2 separate regions of the Rattus norvegicus genome follow, and region 2 is linked to region 1. The links are chromatin contacts, called in public Hi-C maps. All regions are on one chromosome and are shown on one strand. The core of a region is the stretch at or near the end of the contact, and the rest is flanking DNA. Distances in the headings are between cores, read along the strand shown. Region 1 overlaps Tanc1 (tetratricopeptide repeat, ankyrin repeat and coiled-coil containing 1). Region 2 overlaps Tanc1 (tetratricopeptide repeat, ankyrin repeat and coiled-coil containing 1).

Region 1 (5,133 bases), core at 665-3,164:
CTTTATAGAGAAATAGAGGTGTTAAGCTTCCCGACATGCTTGTTAACATTGCTGCTTTTCTTCTCCATTGGAGTATACTCGACTTTTTTGCCCCTGAAGGTTGGCGCAGGGCAGATACTTGGGGATATATGTAACATATCCCTCAACAAACAAGAAGCTGGGAGATAGGAACTTAAGAGCACAGGTAGAACCCCTTAGGGTTTTAAAAAACACCACAGTAGCTAGTACAGGAGAATAACAGAGCATTCTGAGTCACAAGGTCCTTCAGAATTACAGTCCCCTAACTTCAGTGAGAACTGTCCATTTTTATGCGTAAGTCTGAAGATGAACTGCAGAGCTGTGGATTGGACTGTGGATTGACTATAGAGGCTGATCTACTGGAAGCAGACTAAGGAGGAGCACCCAGGAGGAGCACCCAGGAGGCCTTTATGTTCATTTCCTTCTTGGACTCTGTGTAGAATTCCTCTCTCCCAGCTCCAGCTGGGTAGGATCCCTGGAACATATATTTAACAGACGTTGAGACAAAGTAGGCCGTAGAGTGACTTTATGGCCAGCTCCTTCATAGGAAGGTGGGGATATATGATGCCAGACTTTATGGCTTGCTTTACGGAGGAGGGTCTCTAGTTTCTGTTATCCACCTTGGGAAAGGATCCTGGCATCTATGACTGACTTGGGGGAAGACTAGAGAGCAGGAGGAAGGAGGGGAGAGGCCAGACCTTTGCTGTGAGGCCTCTGTCATTGCTGTTTACTTCAGAGTACTCATCTTGCCCAACCTAGGCCCAGCCTCAGCTCACTGTTCCTTCTTTTGTTGAAAAAATCTGGTTATAACCCCCATTTCTGCAACGTGTTGATCTCAGAGATCCAGAGCCAGTCCCCCATTGCATTTTAAATGAGCATATTTAATTTACTAACTTCATAAAAAATGATAGTTTTTTCATTTTTTTACACGCTTTTTTTTTTTCTTTTTTTCTTTTTCTGGAGCTGGGGACCGAACCCAGGGCCTTGAGCTTGCTAGGCAAGTGCTCTACCATTGAGCTAAATCCACAACCCCTAGTTTTTCTTTCTTTCTTTCTTTCTTTCTTTCTTTCTTTTTTTTGTTATTTATGTGTGTATGTGTATGAGCATGTGGCTACCTACTGAAATAAAAGAGGGTGTCTTGGGTCCTCTGGACCTGGAGTTATGGGCGGTTGTTAGATGTCTGACATGTGTGCTAGGGACCTAACCCAGGTCCTCTGTAAGAGTAGCAAGTACTCTTAACTACTGAGCTATCTCTCTAGCGTCACAAATGATACTCTTTAAAAAAAAAAAAAAACAAAAAAAACCCCAAGAGTTACATCATGCCCCTTCAGAAGTATTGTTGATGTTGAGATGAGAAAACATGTGCTGCTTCTTTAAGAGTTTGGCTCTCTTGCCTTCACTCTTCTCTGCTCTGGTGCCCTCTTCCCTGTTCCTTCTCGCCCCATCCCCTCCCCCTTCCCTCCACATGCTCATGGCCAGCCTTTGTTCCTCCCCTCTTCTACTCTTCTTCTCTCATTAAACCTCTCCATGTGGGGAAGGAGAGAGAGAGAGAGAGAGAGAGAGAGAGAGAGAGAGAGAGAGAGAGAGAGAGAGAGAAGGGTCTGATAATGCAGGCTGTGTTAGCCTGTGGGGCAAGGCAGGCCTGGGAAGACGGAGATTCTAGGGTGGAGTTTGCATTGGCTTGCTCTCTCTAATAGACCTTGATGTCCCTGGAAAAGTGATAAGGCTGCTGCTGTTCTGGGTAGGAGCATCCTGCCACCTTCGTGAAGGTGAGATTTGCTTAGGGAGGACATCTTGGGAACAAGCCAGAGTTTTCTGCAGGACAGGAGCTCCACCCTTGTACTGGCCTCGCAGGAATGCAACCCTTGGTTATTTCTAGAGCTGAACGTCTCTTGGTTTGAGGAAGAATGCATTGATTTCAGACTTTGGCTCCTCTGTCATTGCCCTGATCCGTCTTGTGCGCATATTTGAAATACCAAAGCAAAGTCTTCTTGCACCCAGTACTTGTCAGGCTGCCGGACAGGCAGATCTGTTTTTCATGTGTGAACCCGAGAACTCTGGCCATAAATTTGGGAGTTAGTACCTGGTCCCGGAAGAATGTTTAAATAAGTCAAACCTGGGGAGAGACTTGCCAATCACTGTACCGTTGGTTCTCTAATAGCTTTAATTATTTGCTTGAAAACATTTGCCTAGTGTAAAAGAACCCTGAGTGCTGTGGGGAATTTGCGTGGTCGGGTATTTCTCTTTCTATCAACAAAAATATATCAGCGGAAATGGGATGTGCAGCCATTGCCGGAGAAGGCATTGTTGAAAGCTGGACTGAGCAGACTCCTTCGCAGCTAATAGGAAAAAGCTATTGTGCACCGAAGGAAGTGGAATAGCCATCCTTACCTCCAAAAGTGAAGTTGTCTTTGGACAAGTAGCTGTCAGGATGAGATACAAAGTCTCTCTAAACAAAGTGAACGTAGCCATTTTCCAGCAACTTGAAATCCTAATACTGAGGAGGATTGGATATTTAATAGTGTTGCAGGTGATTTCACCGAGTGCATGTGTGCAGGTGCAAGCACACAGGTTGATGCTAAAGAAGAACCTTGAGTGTCCTGATCTATGACTTTCTGTCCTGTTCCTTTGAGAACAGGGCTCGGCAGGCAGCCAGCCAGTTCCAGTGACCCTTCCGTTTCTGCCTCTTGAAGTGTTGTGGTTGAAGAAGTGTAGGGTCACACCAGCTCCTTTATGTAGGAATGGGGGATTTGAACTCACGTCCTTCCTCATGTTTATGTATCAAGTGCTCTTAGCCACTGAAACATCTCCCCTTCTCTAGTTTTGTTAAACATTTGAGTTTAAATTCATGCCTTGAAACTTTAAAAAATTCATATTACGAGTATACGTTTGCTTAGCTTTTAATGTCGTAAATTTTAAATCTTTTTCTAAAAAGGTGAATCAGATTTATAGTCAAGTAAGTAATACTAAAATTGGAGATTCAGTTTGTAGAATAAAGGTGAAGGCCTTTGTGTTATAGAGAATACGGCCTACTTTGCATATTTTCCAACTGTGTATGTTGAGGGGGAAAAAAAAAACAAGCCACTTCTTTATTGTCCCAAATCCTTTCTGGTTGCCTTAATGCTTTTTGTGTGAAGTCTCTGGATCCTAGAGAAGTTCTCTTACTTGTTCATAGCTATATTATAAGGATTGGTGGTTCCCTTGTTTGGGTGGAGGAGGCAATTCTGGTATTTTAAGTATCCATTCCTCAAGAGTTGAGCTTCCCCAACCTCCTGATTCTTCTCAGTTGATGTAGGTGGTGTTCTTGCCTTCAGAACACTTCTCATGGATTCCCAGACCACTAGCAGACCTCTTCCTGTGGTCTCTCTTCTGCTTTGTCGTCTCCTGTTTGCATTATTCTGTATTTATTATCTTGTAGGTTGCTGCTGGCCTACTGCTACCTCTCCTTTCTTTTGATAAACACTGAGTATGGCTAACACATAGATAGATAAGCCCATACAGCCTCCCCAATACAAGTCAGAACTGAACGAGCTTCAAAAACTTGAGTTACTAACATGAAGGCTGTTTCTGAGGTCTCACCTCTCTGAAGTAAAATGGCTCCTAATACTTACATGTACTGTGATCTGCTGTATTTCATTTGTAGATAGTATTCATCTTGTTTCATTTATTTTTTTATTTATGGTTTTACATTTTTATCTGTTATATGAATGAATGTATGTATGTCTTACCTTCAGATATTTATGTGCACCTCTTGCATACCTGTTGTTCACAAGTCCAGAAGAGGGTATTAGATCCCCTAGAACTGGGATTCCAGCTAGCCAAGCCCAGGCCTTCTGCAAGAGCGACAAGTGCCCGCAACCACTGAGCCATCTCTTCAGCTGCACTTGATTTTGACCATAGACAGGAAGCTTCTTCAGAGAGTTTTGCTTTGAGTGGATTAGGTGGGTTGGAAGGAGATGCTCTTTGATCTTGTACAGCATGAGAGTTTAGGAGTTGGGAATAACTGGCCTGACATTCTCAGGTTAATTCAGGTGTAGACATGAGGGATATTAGGAAATGTACCATATTCTTTGCAAGTATCTCATCGCCTGACATCCAGGATTTCAGTGAGTTTTGATGCATTCCTTGCAAGCGAGAGTATGGCGGAATGTTCTCTGTCCATTTTAAACTGCTATAAATGTTGGTTAATTGCTTGATTTGGGGGGGGGGGATAGCTCATGTGTTCATCTGAGCCTGGTTAAATCTGTCAACAAATACTGAGAACAGCGGAGCCTGTGTTCTGGCTTCTGATTGTATCTGTTAAAGAATAAACACTGTCCCTGCCCTCTGCCAGGAGGTTGTCTCATTGCTGCATAAACAGCATGCATGCCCCTATAGAAGCAAGCCCTTTATAGCTAATATTAGTCCATGATGTGTAGTGATTGACAACTGTGATAGATTTTTTACCTTCTTCTGAAAATTTCTCTTTGATTTCCTAGGGTGTTCTGTTCTATGTCAAGGTGGTCATGTACCACGTACTGCAAAATTCCTGCAGTATGACACAAAGGACTGTGTCTGTCCCCAAAGACTTGATGTGCTAATGGAGAAATACCAAAAGGGAGCTCTTTGCTGATTAGTTTAACTTGGAGAGGCTTTTGGTACGTTTTGTTAGTTTCTTTTTATGTGTGCACTTACTTGCATGCATAGATGATGTGCATGCGTGTGTGTGATTGTGTATCTATGCTGTTAGTTCACCTTCTGCATTACTACAGACAACAGACTAGTTGGCCATGACCTTCCAGAGAGTCTCCTTTCTCCGACTCCCATCATACTACAGTGTGTTAGTTAGGGTTTTATTGCTGTGAAGAGACACCATGACCAAGGCAACTGTTACAAGGGCAAATATTTAATTGGGGTTACCTTACAGTTTCTGAGGTTCAGTCCATTATTATTATGTTAGGAAGCATGGCAGCATCCAGGAAGGCTAGAGGAGCCGAGAGTTCTACATCCTGCTCCTGAAGGCAAACAGGCAAAGACTGTTTTCCAGGTGGCTAGAAGGGTCTCAGTGGCCACATACCCACAGTGACACACTTCCTCCAACAAGGCCATGCCTACAACTCCTAATAGTGCCATTCC
Region 2 (5,133 bases), core at 1,604-4,103, 57 kb after region 1:
ACCTTTACATTCCCTGCCACCCCAAATACAGTTTTTATGATATTTCTAAGGTGGGCAGGACTTCTACATTTTTAAAAATAGGAACTCCAAGGCACTAATTGGCCCTTAGGCTCTAAGTCTAAGGGACGGTATTTCTATTGGAAGCCAGGCATAGCTCAGGTGTGATTTACTACGGTGTGTACTATTTTGACTTAGTCCTGTTTGTGCAAAACACAAGGGAGTCAGAAGACAGATCCGACACTCAGGTCTCTGACCTTGAGGAAGAGGGTAGTTCAGGGTGTTGAAGGTCAAGTATGATTTAAGGAATGAAAAGTATCCGTTAGCATTTGGAAATACAGCAATTGACCAGAGTTGGAAACTTCTGCCCTCCCAGACAGGAACTACATTAGGCAACTGTGATCTCTGTTACCACCACTGGATTGGGCTATCGTGACACAAGACAGCCATGGATAATATGTGGATAGATGGTCACAGTTGTAGTCTGGCCACACACTTGCCGAAGTACTCGGTGGTCTCATTCAGCCCCAGACTGTGGCTTTCCCCGACTTTTACGGCTTAGGAAGGGAGAGTTAGAATTTATTCAGTGCTAGACTCAGTGCACACATTTTTCATCCTAGACGGAAGTACCAACCCCGTCAACAGTTCGTGGAGAGCCCTGGGAGGTTAGGCGATAGTTTTCCTGGCGGTTCCACACCCAGCCAGTAATTGGCTAGGACTTGAATTCTCTGATTTTCGAAGCTTGGCTCATCCTACCTCATGGGCTTGGCACCCAGCGAGGGCATTGGCCTTAGACCTGGTCATTCTCGAGCTCTGGTTGGCATAGAAGACATAGAGGCTCACACTGCTGCCATTGTCCTTTCTGTGACCAGCAGTGAAGCTGAGCTTTTCTGCTTCTCCTGTGTCCTCTAAGGGGGGTGGGACAACAAGGCCACACGTATGGCCACTCGAATAGGCGCTTCTGTATATGACAGCGTCTGCTGTTTACTGTTTGAGCCTTGGGTGAGCTTTGGCTTTACTTTCCCATAAACATTTATTTTGGAGTATTCTTAGATTTACAGAGCCATCGAAAGAACAGTACAAAGAAGTTCCACATGTCTTATGGTCAGTCTGTCATGAACACAGGACGTTGTGTGATACATTTGTTATAATCAGTGAACCAATGTGATACCTACAAAAGTCCGTGCTTGTGGGTTGTTTTCCCCATCTCTAGTTCTCTTCACATTCACATAGCATGTCTCCATAGATTGTTTTTCGTTTTGTTTTGTTTTCTGAGACAGGATTTCTTTCTATAGTCTGGGCTATCCTGGAACTCAGTAGACCAGGCTAGCTTCAAACTCAGACATCAGCCTGCCTCTGCTGGGATTGAAGGCATCTCCATATATTCTTGACTGTGACAGTTTCTCAGACAGTCTTTGTTTCGATGACCCTGGTGATTTGGGTAATGATGTTTTGTAGGGGGCCTGCTTATTGGAACGTGTCTGACGTTTTCCTCACCATTGGCCAGGACTTAGGAGTTTGGGGTGGCTTTTTCATCCTCCCAGATTCGAAGGTTGGCACCCGCAGGATAGTTTACCTCAGTTGGTGTTGATCCGAGTCATCCAGCCAAGGTTGTGCCTGTTCACTTTCTCCACAGAACTTGCCCTGTCTTCTTCCCTTCCTCTTTCCACCCACCACATGGTCACTGCAAAGCCCACAGGCTTGTCACTTCTGAGAGTGGAGTACCTGTGTAAATCGATGGCGAGTATTCCGTACCCTGAGAGTTGCCTCTTTCCCCATTCATTTATTCCAGGATTGATTTAAGTGTGCACAGACTTTCAGAATTCCCCTTGTGTAACTAGGAGTGCTCAGGCCTTTGCACCACTTTGATGCCTGGTGGCCTCTCTGTGAAACTGGGACCTGCCTATGTGGATGCGCTGTTCAGGATCTGTTCCGTTAGGCCAGGGACAGGAGGTTGTTGCCTCCGAGATCGAACTCCTTAGTGTACTGCTAAGCACATATGTATTGCCTAAAACCTTAAAAGCATCATACTGCATAGGATGGCAGTCATTTCTTGCCTCGGATGGTGAAGAAACCTGTCCCAGCACGCCTCAGGGCTTTCCTGTGAAACTGGCATCGGAGCAGCGCCACCTTGTGGTAAATACTGGGTGTTCCAGGGACAATTCCTTCTAAATTCTGTAACCCTGAACTTTTCTAGCAGCAAGTTTTAAGAAGAAAGGTAGTTTTGTTCTTCAGAGAGAGGCCACTACTTTGGTATATATTATATTATTACCAAGTTTAGATAAAAGATAGATCAGCTATAGTTCTAAAGAGAAAAGAAAGCACCCTGGGGGTAGACATTGGCCCAGGGATTAACAGTGGTTTCTGCTCAGTCACAAGGACATGAGTTTGGATTCCCGTACTCTTGTCTGACAAGTGCCTGTTAACTCCAGCCCCAACTCTGAGGGACCCAGTGCTCTCCCCTGGCCTCTGCATGAGCACAGACATGGATACCCTGTGCATACACATATGCATACCTTCTTGAAAGCATAGATGTCAGGCCAGGCATTCTCACCCCGGTAATCTCACTCAGCTTTAGTAGAACGATCAGATACATTGTAGCAGCTTTCACTAATAAAAGTCCCACAGGCACCTGGACTGTGGTGTGTTCAGCATAGAACTCCTTCTTTCTGTTGTCTTGAACCCAGAACACTGATCGAGTCAGCCCCTACTGCCGAGGGGGTTTCAGTGGTCTGGGTCACTGCAGGGAATGGTAGTAAGCATGAGGTTTAGACCGTGGCTGAGCCCAGAGTGCTTCCTCAACACACAGCCAACAATAGCACAGCACTGAGCTGCCTTGTACTTTCAAGGACATGGGCAGTGATGCATTATGGGTAGCCTTGCCACCTGGGTCGGAACTGGAGGACAAGGAGGGACTTGGAGTTCAAGAGTCCCTTTCCTTCCACTAGTACTTTGAAAGGAGGCTTGACCTTACCAGGTGGAGAGGCTATTTTAAGACAGCCTTTAATCTCTAAAATGAATCTTACACTGCTTTTCAGTGTGTTCTAGTTACAATTTAGAGTATAGTTTTGGGGTTGGGGATTTGGCTCAGTGGTAGAGTGCTTGCTTAGCAAGCACAAGGCCCTGGGTTCAGTCCCCAGCTCCGAAAAAAAAAAAATAGAGTATAGTTTCCAAAGCATTTAAATTCGTTTTTTTTTTGAGCCTTGTGTTTATTAATTAATCTAAAATCATATTTAACATGATTTTCATTTGAGGCTGAGACTCACACAGTTCAGGTAGGACCAGAAGGTCACTCAGCCATTCCTTTTACTATACTTTTTTTTTTAAGAGTAGTAATTCTCTACTAGATATACTCTCGCATTCTGACAGAAGTGCCAAGCTGGTTCTTAAATGTAACAGGATCATGTTGCTTCTTTGAGTTTATTTGAGCTTTTCATTTAGTTCTAAACTCTGCTTAGGTTGTAGTGCAGCTGATAAGCACACCCCCGGAAAGGTGAGATTAGGGCCAAAAAGAGGTGTGTTATTATGTTAGGATTAAAGTTGGCTTCGAGTACGGAGCGGTCAAACACATAACAGTTGAAACAAGATACTTACCGCCCTTGCCCTTTTTTTTAACAGTCCACATTACCCACCGGTACCGTGGTCACAGGAAGTTGTCCCTCATGGGGGAGGGGCTGGGAGGAGTTGGGCAAAGCGGTGCTCCCAGATTGGTATTGAAGGTGGGTGTTCCCTGGGGCTACAGTGGCAATGTTATCTCCATTTGGTGGTTTAAGCTTCAGATGCCTATCTCTGAGCCCGCAGGCTGCCTTCCTTAGAGGCCTTGTCTGGGAGAACTCTAACCTTCTGTAGCTTCCAATGGTTCTAGATGTTTTTGGCTACATGGCCCCACTCTCTACTTCTGTCTTTACCTTATAACCTTTCTCTGTGACTGTCTTATTTCCCCCTTTCTCATACAGGATGCGTGTATTTGGGACCTGTCTGGATAATTCCAGATGGTCCCTCATTTCAGGGGTCTTATCCTAACCCTGAATCTCTGCAGGCCTCTAGAAATCTAGTGGCTTGATTTCGGACATGTCTTATCTTATCTCACACTTACTGAAGGCCTCATGAAAACTTTGCTTAAGTTACTCTGCGGACATGCCCACATCCCTTGCCAAAGGAAAGAGAGAAGAGGAAATAGGGGTATCTCTCAGCATAGATCCTTGGCTTCAACAAATGTGTTGAAATTGGGTAAATACCACCACAGTGAAGACGGAGACTGGTTCTTCAGCCCAGTGTATTCATTCTGTTCCGTTACGGTCAGCTGTACCCCGAAGCCCTGGAAACCCATAGTCTTTCTCCAAACCCAGAATCTCGCCTTTTCAGCATGGGTTTTGCAGAGTCATCCAGTGCACAGCCTTTTGAGTCCAGCTTCTTGGCTGGGTGCACTTAGGACTCGGGCATGTCATAGTGGGTATCAATAAACTTTGACTGCCTGTTTCACAAGTAGTCCACTGCACGCGTGTGACGGCCTGTCCGTTTGCCAGTTGGAAGACACTTGGGCAGCATCCAGTTTGGGATGATTATAAGTGAAGTTGTTCTGACCATGTGCACACGCTGACTTTTGTATAAGCGTATATTTCCTTTCCCTTGGGGCAGGACTTAAGGGACTTGGGAGTGGAATTGGCGGGATCATATGATATGTGTGATATATTTCATATGACAACATCAGCCATTTTTGAAAGCGCTCAAACATTTGGTAGTTTCACCAGTGGAATGGGAGCTGTATTGTTCTTGGTCGAAGGCGTTAGCTGTTCTACAAGGTCTGCACACTGTCTGAGAGAGGCTTAGGTGGTTTGTGATTGCCCTAGGAGGTCTTCAATGGTCTCTGTATCCAGCTCAGCTGAGAGGGCTTTATTAACTGATATTGCCGACACAGTCGTTACAGTTTCGAAGCAGGATTTTTATGTAGCCCAGACAAACCTTGAGCTTCCTGTGTAGCTAAGGATGACCCTGAACTGTTCAGCCTCCTTCTACCTTGGAGGTGCTAGGATGACAGGCTTGGGCCACTGCATGTCATTTTATGTGGTGCCTGGGAATTGAACTCGGGACTTTATGAATCCTAGCCAGGCACTTTGCCAATTGAGATACATCCCC

What was found. Hi-C and Micro-C count contacts between places; a contact is called where the count stands out from the background.
Region 2: a Hi-C map of kidney shows a contact between it and region 1, with 1.5 times the contacts expected there. The contact joins two enhancer-like sites. A contact is called at or near these places in 3 of 12 Hi-C or Micro-C datasets (Schwann cells, kidney and liver).

What each region holds. Positions count from the first base shown.
Region 1 is chr3:64,586,782-64,591,914 of GRCr8, forward strand. All of the region lies in intron 1 of Tanc1 (tetratricopeptide repeat, ankyrin repeat and coiled-coil containing 1), which reads left to right. Among named protein-coding and RNA genes, the nearest start is that of Tanc1, 47 kb to the left of the region's middle. Within about 2 kb of position 1,915, at least 19 of the 93 cell types and tissues checked have an H3K27ac peak or open chromatin away from gene starts, as enhancers often do. A contact at or near this core is called in kidney, where this site is marked.
Region 2 is chr3:64,643,313-64,648,445 of GRCr8, forward strand. All of the region lies in intron 3 of Tanc1 (tetratricopeptide repeat, ankyrin repeat and coiled-coil containing 1), which reads left to right. Among named protein-coding and RNA genes, the nearest start is that of Tanc1, 100 kb to the left of the region's middle. Within about 2 kb of position 2,854, at least 3 of the 93 cell types and tissues checked have an H3K27ac peak or open chromatin away from gene starts, as enhancers often do. A contact at or near this core is called in kidney, where this site is marked.